2 separate regions of the Anser cygnoides genome follow, and region 2 is linked to region 1. A link is a contact called in public Hi-C data. All regions are on one chromosome and are shown on one strand. Each heading gives the region's core, a stretch centred on a gene start, on an enhancer-like site or on the middle of the called end of the contact. The rest is flanking DNA. Distances are from core to core; before and after follow the strand shown. Region 1 holds the start of FHIP1A (FHF complex subunit HOOK interacting protein 1A). Region 2 overlaps FHIP1A (FHF complex subunit HOOK interacting protein 1A).

Region 1 (7,051 bases), core at 3,195-5,694:
AAGAAGATGACATTTGACTATCCTTCTGCCATTACATGGCAAAAAATACATATTAATATTTTACCTTTTCCTAGTATTTTTAGCACTAATCTAGCTATCTATTTCCCTACAGAAGCAGATAGCATGTTCTCTATAATGCTAATCATGATTAGACCTGAATTAACTGTCACAGTACACTTGGGCAATTCAGTATTACTTCACACTTGAACGTTTTTTCCTTTTTTTTTTTTTTTCTTTTTAGAAGTCATCGATTTCTCAATAACATCCCTGCACACCCATGGGGAGCCACCACAGCACGAAGCAGAACAAATTCCAGGACAAATATTGCAACTGCCAGGAAAACACGCTGCCTTTAGTTCAGAGACAGAACAAAGCAAATCAAAGACCTAAGCACACCTCACGCAGACTAACTCTCATCCCTCCTTTCAGGTGACAGTTTATTCCGGAGGAAAAAAAACATAGTGTTACTTGGTACATACAGAACTGTGGTTTCAGGCCTTCTGCACGCACACAGTTGTATTTGTGTAACGTTTCCAAACTTTTTCTGCCAATTAAAGCTAATCCCACTAGACACCAAAGGTAACACTTTTATAGATGAAGCCTTCAGGTGTCTTGAGCCTCAACCACCGTTAGAAGGTCTTACCTTAGCTGGTCTGTTTTCATGCCATACTGAATCGTCTCACCTGGATGCGTCCTTCAGAATCAACCTTTGACAAGCATTTTTCGGCCACATGATTTAAAAGGGAAAGTACTCTTATCACACCACCAATATGACTCCTTAACCAGCAGATAACTACATACAATCATAAGAAGTCTTATGATCAATGCCATAAAACAGTAAGGCAATATGTGTTCCCGAAAGCTCCTTAGTCCTGATAACGCTAACTTTAGCTAGGAATACTTTATTACCATTCCAGCACCTCCAAACGCCAGTCAACACCACAAAAATATATTGATGTATGGAATAATTACTCCTGCGTAATGTACAGCGCCATTTATTGCTGTATGCATTCTGAAGTGCATTCAAAACCATTCTTTCAAATTAGCCTAGTCAGTCTGCAGACCAAGTCTAGCTGACCTGCTCTACGAGACAGACTGAAGTCCTATCTCTAACTTTCAAATGGATGAATCCAATCAGGACAAGGTACTGGAGGATGTTTGCATGAGGTTTTTAAAGGTATAATTCTGACAGAATATCAGTAGCCACCTACAAGCCTTTATTTTGCCACTATGCTGTACTGCAAAAAGGACAAAGAAATTCAGAATTTCCAGGTCATTATTGCCCCAGCTTTTCACCAGAGCAAACCTTCGTAGCCTCTCTCATGCCCACACTATCAGAGCATTAAAAATACATATATAAGATATGCACAGGAATCAACCATCATGTGCCACCACCACCTGAAATACACCCTATATCAGAGGAGCTACGTGGAGCAGACTGCAAGACACAAAAGCAGTGTTTTGCTGTATCTTCCTGGAAGCTCTCTTTCCGGGGTGCTAAATAAGGGTACAGAATACATTTGTTTTCTGGGTGGTAGGTCAGACCGTCTTACACTAAAAGACTATCTGGTTAAGCTGAGAAGACATCACAACTAAGCCAGCAATGCCATGTCAGCATGTTTAAATAGGAAGAATACTTGTGGTTGAAAAAAAATTGAGCATGTCTTAGAGTTTAAGTGTCTGTAAACCAAAATATAGTTTTAAAACTATTAGAAAAAGGATGAGTGGAACATGTGGTCTGAAAAGCCCTATTCTCTGGGACACACAGCAAACACAAACATGCCAACTGCTCTAGACATGCTGTAAAGCACAGAGAGAGCAGAGCGCTTCTCTCTCAAATGTTTGAGAGAAACTACAAGTCACAGTAAGACCAGGATGTATAGACCTGCATTTTCAAAGACTTAAGTACACAACTCAAACATTAAGAACTATACTGGATTTCCATAAACCTCATCAAAATTTGAAAAGCCCTTGCAATGGAACATTCTGCAAACATCAAAAAGTACCATTTGTATACTAATAAATAAAGATATGCAAGGGTGGAACAGCAGCCTGTAAATAAATTCTTGAAAAAAGCAGCCTTAAAACTTGATGTACATCAAAGTAATCTTGATAACCCTTCAATGAAGGGTTTAACAGAGAAACTGATGATTCAGATGGTACTGAGTCTGTAAGTCTGAAGACTTAAGCTTAGTAGGGTTCAATGCATTAGTATAATCTTTTAAAAAGAAAAAGCATAGACAGACTTCTAAAATTCAGTTTGATATCATGATTGAATAAAATCATGCCAGCAGCAGTTTCTCCTATTTCATTTCTTTAAGTTTTGGATTATATGAAGTTCCATATCCCATCTAGGAGAGGAAAAAAAAAAAAAAAAAAGACACCTTCACAGAGCATAACCCAATTTTTACCATCCCCACCATATCATTTAGACTGTAAAGTCTAAAAAAAAAAAAAAAAAGTCAAAAAAAAAAGTCAGTGGTGTTATGTTTGTTTTATAGGCTTTGGCAACTCAGCTGTCATCATTTTAATACAATTCGCTTATTTTTCAAAGTACATATTGTCAGTCTTCATGGTTCAACAAATAGATTAAAATAGCTGTTTGCAGAAGTCAATTGAAAACATTTGTCTTGATTGAGATGAATCACAGAAAAAGGCATCTGGGTGTTCAACAGCTTCACAACTGCAACTGCCATCCTCACATCGATACATCACCAGTACAGTCTTGCCCTTTGCAACTATTTGTACTTTACAAAGCAGATTATAAGGTTTTCTGTCTTTTCTTCCTCCTTTGACCTTCTACATTTATTAACGTACAGCCAGCGAGGAAGACATAAGTCACAGCATCAGGTCCTAATTCCTAGATTAGTTTCAGAGCAGGTGGACTCTTTATACACAGCCCAGCTGAAGTAAGGTGGCACAAATAATGTGAAAATCCTAATCTGACTTGACTCCTTCAGGTGTTCTATCCCCTTCCAATTGCCCTTAATTCTAAAAGATTTCCTTCTAGAAATTATGATACAAAAACAGCACAGGCCAAAAGCATTGGTCTGAACTGCGTGACTTAACACTATTACTACGTTGATATGACAAACCTCTTTGAACAGAGAGTTTACCACTCCCTCTTTAATCTGAAAATGAAACAAGATAAAAACATCATGCTTCACCACCACGGAAATAAGGCCCCAAATCCTTCTTAGGGCTCCAAGGAGGGGTGAAAGCCATGTTATATGGATGAAAAATACCACTATGGAATCTGGAGCATCACAGTTTCACACTGATCATCAGAAAACATCTGGACAGAGAAAACAGCGGCAGATTCTGCAGTATTTTTCATCTCAAAAAGTATGACAACGTATAAAAATAACTCTGATTTGGAGGTATTTGTCTTCTTATCCGTGTCTGGGCCGTATTAATGCTAATCAGAAGACCAATCACAGACCCTGGGCAGGAGAAGGAGGAAATCCAAGTGAAATATTACCTCCAAATACCGCCAAGCCTGCCTCAGCATTTCTCAGTTTTAAGAAATCACGCGTCCTGATCTGGCAAAGCCATAGCAGCATAGGTCGGTCCCACTCGCAGTCCCCTAACAGACACCGCACCTCCACCTGTGCCTGCGGATGTGTCCCCACAGAGCCTCTCAGAATCACGTCAGGTTCCTATTGACAGGCTCAGGTGGCAGAGCAGGCTCACAGGACACTGCTAACAGCTCCTCACTGCCTTGAAGGAAGACAGCAGTCACTTTATCAAGACTAACTCAGACCTCCGCTTTGCTTTGGTGCCCCAGGAAAACACCAAAGGAGCCTTCATAAGTTTTCGTAAGTGACGCAAGGAATTTCCTGAGGAAAAAAAAAGGTTAGTATTACCGGAGCGCTAACACAGAAGTTTGAACCCAAACCGGGAACTCATGGATAGTGTCACAAAGCCAACAAACCAAGTGAAAAACACGCCGGTGTCACACCTGTGAGGAAAAAGTCTCCCCGGGCAGCCAGGAGCCCTCCCCACGCTCTCACCTCGCTGCTCGCCCCGTCCCGGCCGGCTTTCTGTCAGGAAACTTCGCAGCCAGGTCGCCCTGCAGCCCGGCGGCCGAGCCGACCCTCCTCTCGCTCCACCAAAACAGATCAGGGGGATTAGGCCGGCCTTATTTCCCGTGACCTACATTGCTGCCCTGCGCGGCCAGGAGGCGGGCAGCAGCCACCTCCCCAGCTCCCCCCGGCACCCCCTCAGCCCCTACCTGGCGCGGCGGGTCCCCCTCGCCACGGCGGAAAGTTTCCCGTGGGGGCCGCCCCGAGCTCCGCTCGCCCAGGTAAAGCGGCCGTGGCCGGCGCTAACGCCTCGGAGGGAAGGAGGGATCCCTCAGCGAGCGCCCCGCAGGCTGCGTGCCCTCAGGGCGGCCATCTCGCCCCGCGGCGGGGCGGCTGCAGCGAAGGGCAGGGCAGGGCAGGCGGCCCCGGCTTGGCAGCGGCCGCCCGGTTCGGGGGAGCGGGGCCGGGCCGCTGAGTCAGAGCGGCGGGGAGGAGCCGCCACCTGCCCGGCTCGGCCAGGCCCGGCCGCGCTGCCCCCTGCCGGCCGCCCGCTCCTGCCTCCGCACGGGGGAAGGCGCCTGAAGGCGGCCCGAAGGTTTGGGGGGCGGCTCTGGGTACTGGGGAAGGGGCCTTCAGGCTCGGAACGGCAGTAAAATGATAATAACAACGCGTGGCATATGGGTCTGGGGCTTTATAAACGACGGCTGGGCCCGTGGAGGGAAAGTGGCCCCGGTTATGTGCGTCACTAGATGGCACTGTTATACACACACCTCTTTTTTTTTCTTTTTCTTTAGGTGGTGCAGCAGCGTACGACTACCTGTCCTCGCAGAAGTGCTGGTGCTCCTCGGGGTGCGTTTCTCCCAGCAGCAGCCTTTCAAGGCCTCTTTCCTCGGTGAGTCGCCGCAGGCCTGCAGGGCCTGTTCCCCCGTGTGGGGCTGCAGGGCAAACAGAATCCAAAAGTCATTGAAGCTGAAAATGATGTCCAATATCATCTGGTCCAACCATCCCCCTACCACCAATGTCACCCACTAAACCATGTCCTTAAGCACCACATCCAACCTTTCCTTGAACACCCCCAGGGACAATGACTCCGCCACCTCCCTGGGCAACCCGTGCCAACACCTGACTACTCATTCTAAGAAGAAATGTCTCCTAATTTCTAACCTAAACCTCCCCTGGCGCAACTTGAGGCCGTTCCCTCTAGTCCTGTCGCTAGTTATCTGTGAGAAGAGGCTGACCCCCTAGCTCATAGAAGATGACCAGCTTCATGCCATTGACTTCTCCTACATGGAACAGCAGCAAACCAGAAGTACTAACAGCCTTGTTAAGTCTAGCCCAAGACACTTAAGAATTAGATAGAAATTAATGGTAATTTTCTATGTTAGCTATAGGTTGTATTTCTCTATACTTGACTTTAACTGCAGTAGACTCCTGTTGGTGAATACTTAAGCATGGTTTGCTGTGTCTTCCTTTCTTCCTTTTTTTTTTTTTTTTAAAGGCTTCAAATAAATTAATTAGACTGTCAGGGTACTGATTGTGATTTTGCTAATGACTCCAAATAGGAATAGACATTGGCCTATTAAAGTAACAGCTCATTTACATAAAGATATAATATAATTTACCAAGTGTAATGGTATTCTCTGTGAGCTCAGGAAGTGTTCTCTCCAAATGCACTATGTAATTAAAGAATAATTCACTAAGGTTGCTAACTACCTAGGTCCTCACAAACTAACTCACACCTAGGTATGGTAGAGTTAAGATTTCCCAACCCAGGACAAAGCCATCATCCAAAAATCCAGTCAGAAATTAAACTAACTTGAGTCAGGTTCCTCCACTTAGAATAACTGGAAGAATTAAAATATCTTGACATGTTGAAAGTAGGTCTAAGCTTTTGGAGTGAGGTGTGGGGGAAGCAGCTATTCCAGAGATTACAGTTCTTCCCTCTTCTCCTGTTGTTTATTATTTTCAGAACTGCAAGATGAGTTGTTAGTTCAACATGATTCTTTAATTGTAAATGCTATGGTAGAAGTGCTCAGCAGAGGTACCAAAACATCCTCCTCCTCATAGTCTGAATCCACAGTGAATGTTGCCCAAATCTCTGGCAGTTCATTTCTCTGTTGGAGACATGTATTCCTACGTTAGATACAGTATTTCTTACCATTTGTTCAGGAAACAGCTTCTGTGTGCTGCCATAGCACTTGGATTCGCAGGTAGGTGGCATTCAGCATCTGCCTACGACAGCAGAGCAGAAGCCAGCTTGGGAATTTGGTAAAAGTGTCTAGAGGACTCCAGCAAAAATTGAGAGGATACTTCTGTTTAAATTGTTCAGTCTCAGCAGCGTGGGAGTTGCCAGCCAGCGCACAGATGCCTTCATCATAAGTGGATCATTAAGGAGTAAGCCTCTGCAACAGGATCTGTTACAGATGCTGATAAAATCCATTTCATTTCTTTCTATTGCTGCTGTAAGCATTTCAAAAACACTCCATAATTATTTTTCATGTGGTAGTTAGGTGGAAGCCAAGATAGCTGTCCCTTTATATCCCTATCTCTTAATCATCAGATAGACTCTTCTATCACACAGTTAGATGGAAGAGATGGAAATGTAAAGATGGCTTATCACAAACTCCTGCTAATCCTCCTAGTGGCCCTTTTTGTTCTGAAGGCATTCTTAGCTACTAAGAAATACTTCAACATAAAACAGTAAGAGGCATAATAATTGACTGACAGGATATTTGCAAGAAGTAAATGTAACAGAAGTTCTTAGTGAACAGCATATACCTGTCTTGAATGTTGTGTCATCAGGACAAGTGTGCAGTGTCTGTAATAAAGTTTAAGCAATAATTACAGCTATTTACAGCAGTTAGAGATATAACAACATGCGTGGTTATACTTTTGGTCACCAGTTTTACTCCATGGAAAGATCAGGTTTTCTAAAGAAATTCCATGAAGTTTCTCCTTTCTGCGACCCAGGGACAGTTTTCATTTTGCAAATAAAATTGACAAAGTAGATTGACAAATGTAAAACA
Region 2 (7,051 bases), core at 1,555-4,054, 70 kb before region 1:
GCAATTCTCATTTCCTCTGAGAGAATAACTGAAAGCCAAGCCAACTGTTCTTCGTACACTCAGAGTGCAAAACCTGCCAATTCCTTAAATTTTCCTGTATTTATGGAATTGCAGTTTATAGGGAAACATTTGCAATATGGTTGCAAGGACAAATGAGAAATCAAAAACCTTCTGAAGAAGAAAAGCTAGTCTATTTTTGCGTTTCATAAAAAGAAAAGATTGAATGTACTACCAGAAGATAAAGAGGATAGTATTTACAAGCCTATTTGGCCACCTGTCTGTACGTAAGTTTAATCCTGTGATTTATTAATAAGTATTTTCAGCAATAATAACATATGCAGCTTTTGTGCTATGGAAACCACACAGAAGGCTGCAGCTCTGGCTTTTGTACTTGGCCAAGCTATACTGCAGAAAACTCATTTAGTATCACAGAACCATTTTGGCTGGGATCCTGAGTTACTCAGGGCTAGAGAAGTCTTTAGAATTCCAATCTCGTTCACCTATGGAACAGTAATTAATGATTAGCAGAGACAACAGCATTTGCATTTTTGTCGACAGAAGCTGTTTCAGTTCTCAGAGTTAATCCATCTTAAAAATGCAGTAACAACAGCATATATCCATATTTGTGTTCACTCACATTTCCAAACAAATTCCAGACAAAGATACTGTTCCTAATACACAGATTAAATGCATGTGCTCGTGTTCTGCTTTCTCCTGCCCTAAAACTTTATACAGTATTTCATCCATGAAGTTGTGCACCACAGAAGATTCAGCCAAGGCTGCCAGCCAAGCAAGGCTCAGAAGGGTAGTCCAGTGCAACAAGTATTCATTTTCTGCCAGAAGATGAAACTGTTAGCAAAGGTAACTTGACTATCTCTGTAAGCTAGCTCTCCAGTCACTGTGGCGCATTGTGCCTATACTGGGAAGGGGCTCACTGCAAATTTGAGATAAACCTTACTACACGGAGGAGTGAAGAAAGAAAAGGAAGTGGCAATCTGATCACTTGAGCAAGAAAGTGCCTTTTTTTAATCAAACAAGAAAGCTGGCAATATCTCTGTTAAGCAAACACGCTACAACAATACACACTTGTGTCCTGAGAAATATATTGGCAATACTGCAATCACAACTTGAGCAATTTGGAGACATCCTTACAGGGCTCCCACTGTCTCCTACAAAGATCATTTGCAAATAGTTGCTGCTAGGCAGAACTCCAAACATCAAAAATGCACCTCACCTTGATTATGTTTATAAGTCCTAGGGATGAGTTATGTATGGCAGCACTAATTCAGCCATATCCAGAATGAAAATACTTCCAAATTTCCCTTTAGAGTTCTAACACAATTCAAACTTCCAAAAGCCCTCATCTCCCTCTATCCCATTTTGTGTATGGGTCAGACCACCTCGCACATTTATCAACTTCTCAGTGCAGCAGTGCAGCCATAGCTAGCTGCCAGCATAAAAAAAAAAAAAACACAACCAACCAACCAACAACAACAAAACATTAAAAACACACATTTGGGTGGGGGAGAAAATTCCAAGTTAGACAAATGCTCACTGCAAACACAGGCTCTCCCATTTAATTAGTTAACCTGCATCCACACTGAGCACCTGACCTTGCCTCCTGCTTGTCTTACCCGGAACGGCGTGTTGATTCGGCTAGTAAGTGTATCTAGGATGTGCACATTCTCATGTCGATGCAGCAAAATAAAACGGAGGAAAATCTTGAGGAGGGCTGGCTCTGAAACACTACGCAAGAAGAGATCCAGGTATGCAGTAGTAGCCATCACTTCTTCCACAGTCACCTACAGGGAAATAAAAGGCAAATGCAAACATACTGTGCACGCAAAACATCCATCCTTACCCTGCAAGTATACGATACTCAGCACCCACCCTAAGCTCTCCATACGCTGCCAACAAAATACTGAGACCCTTGCTTTTAAACCTGCGAAGTAATGTGCTTCTGACTTACTCGTAAGCATTCTGAACCCATTTCTTATGTTTTGCTTCCCCAGAAATAAAAACTCCCCAAAACTGCCAACACCCCAGATCTCATACATACTGAAATACTACGAGCCAAATCCTGCTAGAAGTTCCCCACCACATTTCTGCTGTGTCAGGGGTTTTGAATCACACTTCTGCCATTCCTCAGAAGCATTCTCAGATGTAGTGAATACCTGGATCTACCGTGTTATTAAAAATAAATGACAACAGAGCAGAATCAAAGCACAGTACAAACTCGTAAGTCCAGAGCTTTAAAAAATAAAGAACCAAAACATGTCTATCCACAATTTTGCCACTATTTTCCATCTCACTCAATTTTTAAAAGGTGTGTGTATACACCCACACACACGCAAACCAAAGACCAAAGTGTTTGCTACTGCCTATTTGTATGTCAAAACACAATTGTCCCATATCCACGCGACGCTTGCATACCATTTGGATAGCCCATACTACTCTGCTTAATGCAAGCCTTTTGGAGCTTATCTATTGACAGTATGCACTGGCAAGGCACAGCAAATTCCAAAGGCCACCTCTGCACCACACACTGCTGTTGCAAAGTCAGCTTTTTAAAAATAGTTACCCAGGAACCTAATAAGCTTAAGTGTACAAAGATAAGCCCTCATACACAAAAATCTTTCTGTATGAAAGGAAGTATTAAACATCTTTTGTTTACCAAACTTAGCTGAATAAATGAAAAGACTGATTTTATTAAAAAAAGAATCAAAGCTGTCACTTAAGAACTAAGAGGATTTAGAAGCGACTCAGAAGGGCAGCACTTACGTAACATGCCTTAAATATTAAAATCCCTGTTCCATTATGCCGCGCGTTAGCTACATGCACAGTAATGTCATCCAGCAAACGCTCCCTTTAAAGCATTTAAGATCACAAGCTGCTTCTGGCCAGTTACACAGAACATAGGAATGCTGTATACAGCCTGCAGACCTTATGGAGAGGGGGCACTGACGAGGAGAATGCAGAGTAGCTCTGAAGTTGAGGTCATTGATTGCCTCTCTTTCTCAGGCTTTATTCTGATACTCTGCTCCAACATCCTTAACATCAAGGAGCAGACTACTAGCTCATTTTGGTATTAGAAACAAAACACCAGGGAAGCTGCAACAGGCACATTTTTCACCAGAAATAAGCGAGTTCATTTCTCAGTTTATTTTGGTCAAAATCAAGCACTAAAACATAATAGTGAAAGGAAAGGAATACGGCACATTTTCACTGGCTCTGTGGACTTTGTAAAGCTAAGTAAACAACAGCCAGACATGTTTGCTAGATCTGTAGTTGTATGTTCAGTGCTGCCCAATACAGAAATGTGAAAACAGATCTTCCCTGAAAGAACATCTATTAACATATAATCCTCCAACTCAGAATCCAGTTTATGAATTCATTCCTCCTCCTTCTCCTACAAATTTCAAGTGAAAAAAAAAAAAGTTGTGAGATCAAGCACCCCAAAGTTACAAATCACCAGGATTAACACCGTGGCTACAGCTCTGGTTCAAATTCTGCATTACTGTAAATATTATGATAAAATGCCTTTTTATGTGCATATGCACGTAGGCACACATTTCCACAGCAATACCGCCACATCCCAACCACCACAAAACTTGCTCGGGAAATGAGCGAGGGGCTGTGCAACAAAGGAAATTGTTTCTGGTTGGAGCTGAGATTCATTTTTTTGCAATAGCCAAAAGGTGTGGGAACTCATGGGGTAAAATAAATAACTAACTAAATAAAGGCTTTCTGATTACAGCCATTGACTGTTGCCCTGAGAACTGGCATTTTCTGTTTTGTGTTTTACAGCAGCAAACAGTAAAAAGCAAACCCCAAGAAATCCATCATGTGACATCATAATGATAGCATACAGTTCATCAAAGAGTTTAAAACCTCTGCCAAGAAAAGGCCAGACAGAAGTAATATATTGTTATGTCTCTGTCACTCCTCCTTCATCCTTTATGAGGAAAATGAAGCACGCACTTGGCCTGTGGGTTTCACAGATGTTCGCTGACAGCAGAGGAATGGGCCTATGTAGATATATAAAATACTGAAACGGTAAATGAAAGCAAGCAAAGGCTGCAGATTCACAAGGGCAGTGACCTTTTTCTGAAATCAATGCTCTTTGGGCAGCTCGTGCTACATTTGTATCAGCAAGAGAAAGCCATACGCTTTTCAGAGTGCGCATCATGAATGAAACAAAGGGCAGAAGAAAGCCAGCAAGAGACTACTTTAGGAAAGAAATGTTCAATTCTGAGAGCATGTTCAGCGTTCCTTGCAGCTTGGGGACTAAACAAAAAAGAAATCCTCTTTACTGTAGCCAACACCTCACTGACACCACTAAACAGAGCTAGAAGCACCAAATAGCACTTAAAGCAGCCCAAATAGGTCACAGAAGAGTTACTTATAACTTTGTTAAGCCTCTATTGTTTGAATTGAGGTTTTTCGTGCAGTGTGCCACATCATGTTTAATTCTTAACTCTTCTTGGGAAGGATGTTGTTGAATCTGCTTAGCCGTTTTCTGAGAAAGAGGGAAGGAGACTACGCTTTGTAAAGGTTTAAAATGGATTCATAGGAATCTTTTTGCATTTTCCAGTGAAAATGCACCACCTTCACCACAACACTCCTTCAAGCTTCTGCAATAAGTGAGGCTAGGGTCTATTTTGCAGCTCACCATAAAACACTCAAGGCAGGCAAGCTAAGGGTACACAAGTGACATTACTGCTACTATGTTCTGGGATTTCTCTCAGCATACCTTTGTGCGCAACTTGTCCATAAAACCAGCACAGAGATGGCCCTTCTGCTTCCTTACAATAGCAACTCAAAATATATTGCTCTTTGGCATTTGAAACAAAAGCCATGCATACAGCTTAGGATCAATTGAGCTGGCAAGCAGATGTGTGCTTTTACAGTCATATCATATTTTCCCCATCTTGCATTCTGTGTGTGCTTCTTGTTTTTACTCTTCCTGACAGAAAGCGTAATTTCTGAAGATTTGAGACACCAAGAGAAGTATTCAAAAAGGCTAATTTTAGCTCCTCGAGGCTAATTTCCTTTTACTCACTGGGATACATTAACCTGTCCTGAATGAGCCTCTAGAGAACTCACTTTCTTTTGCAATTAACTAAGGAAGGAGTTTGGAGAAACCAGTCACACTAGGCAAAAATCAGCCTTGGCAAAGGCCCTTTTAACTCGGTAAAACTGTTCCACATTGTACATAACACATTCAGTGTTGAAAGAAAGGCTGGTTCAATTTGTGCAGTTATTATTGAAGATCTCTGTTTTCTAAGATACCCAAACCATGATATTAAGCTTCATTCAGACTACCTGCTGTTGTTTGTCCTGAAACTAATGTCCTGTGAGACAGATTTGGGTAAAGTAGGCAAATCCTTTCTAAAAAAAAATAAATAAATCCGAATCAGTACTTAGGTAAACAACAAAAGAACAAATGTTCCCGGAGAACAAAACATTACTACACACATCAAGAACGTCCACTACAATCAAAACCTGAGGCAGCTTACAAAAAACTGTATTTCACTGTAAACATTCATTTCAGTATAATTTGTCCTAGCTAGCCCTCAAAGTGAATTTATGTGAACATCTTTGAAAGGATGATAAGAAACAAGCCAAAACTTTGACATATCCACGAGTGTGACATTTAATCTGAATATTCCTCACCTCTGATAATTCAAGGATCAAGAAAAATACCATAGTAAAGGGAGATGAATCAAGACATGGTAGTTTTCTAGAAGAAGACCTTTGCTAAGTAAGAAAATTCAGAGGTATATTTTTGATAAAGATATTTCAGCAGTATTAAAATCCATCACTGCTACAACAGCAAAAAATGAAAACCTACCAGCAGCATACTTTGCATTAGATCCTTTCTACTAAAATTGCTCGGGAATGGTAAAGACTGGGGATATCTCTGCTCTTGAGATAACATTGTAGGATAGAAAATGAAAAATGAGAAAAATCTGTATCCATTACATTACTCAGACAAGGATTCTGCCATTTTTATTTCCATTATCCATAGTTGTAATGAAGAAAAGTTATTGGAATTTTCAAAAATACACATATAAAGTATGTATCTAAAAGATACCATTTGGAAGCCTCATCCACATGTTTTTCCTTACAACACCCAGTTGTTACAGATATTTTTGAAGATTACAGATACTTTTACAAGATACTTTTACTACTCGAGAGCCTTCATAGCCAAATAGATATTTGATCAGAGATTATTGAAAACAGAAAGCTACTTTTAGCATTTTAATACCCTTCTCTTATTATGTAATAATTTTTAGTAAATCTTTTCTTGCCTCTTCTGATGACTGATTAGATGGTGAGACAGAACACTGTAAAGAGATCCAGCTTTTACAAGTCACTGTGCCAAGTAATAGCAGAGAGCCAGAAATTACTGTCATTGCGAGTTCAGTTTAATATATTACATTGACTGTGTTAGACCAATTGCACTGATTCTTTATTACTGGCTATTCTCCCTTGGGATCTGCACAATATACTTTCTAATTTACAGCTTTGTGCCTTCTTACAAGAGTACGGCTTTCATGATTCCTCCTCTCCTTCCTACAAGGATTTCACACTGCCTATGAAGAGACCATGAATGTCCTCATTAGAACTTACCTTCTAGATCCATGAGCAGTTTAAACCTGAATAAATCCTCCTCCCTGATTAAAAAAGTAAAAAATAAAATTCAACCATTCCCACCCTCTTCTCCTTTCTATTCATTTTCAACTTCTTGCCCCCTGCTTATACTGGCAGAAGTGTTCACGCTTCACTTCATTGCACAGTGAATTGGCTCAGGGAATTGATTCAGGATAAAACTACCTAGGAAATAAAGGCAAGCTTTATCCTCAATCAATCAGTTTCCCATCTGAACAAACGGGATCAGTGACAGAGAAAGTTTGCACTTAGGGAGGAACCAGAAAACAAGAACTGCTTCAACTTCCTTCTGCTTAAGTTAATAAACAGGTTCAGTTTGTACCTCGTTAAAGTTCAAATCAATTGCCTGATGTAAAAAGTGAATGGCACCTTTAAC

Evidence for each region. Hi-C and Micro-C count contacts between places; a contact is called where the count stands out from the background.
Region 2: a contact with region 1 is called in a Hi-C map of liver, with 2.2 times the contacts expected there. The contact joins the enhancer-like site here to the promoter of FHIP1A in region 1. A contact is called at or near these places in 3 of 7 Hi-C or Micro-C datasets (granulosa cells and liver).

What each region holds. Positions count from the first base shown.
Region 1 is chr4:46,856,572-46,863,622 of Taihu_goose_T2T_genome, reverse strand. It overlaps FHIP1A (FHF complex subunit HOOK interacting protein 1A), which reads right to left and starts at 4,444. Exons shown (of 14, transcript XM_066996734.1): 1 at 4,235-4,444. It overlaps LOC106032250 (a long non-coding RNA gene), which reads left to right and starts at 4,487. Exons shown (of 4, transcript XR_010831515.1): 1 at 4,487-4,620; 2 at 4,820-4,917.
Region 2 is chr4:46,924,619-46,931,669 of Taihu_goose_T2T_genome, reverse strand. It overlaps FHIP1A (FHF complex subunit HOOK interacting protein 1A), which reads right to left. Exons shown (of 14, transcript XM_066996734.1): 8 at 1,635-1,802. Among named protein-coding and RNA genes, the nearest start is that of FHIP1A, 69 kb to the right of the region's middle. Within about 2 kb of position 2,804, at least 2 of the 3 cell types and tissues checked have open chromatin away from gene starts, as enhancers often do. A contact at or near this core is called in liver, where this site is marked.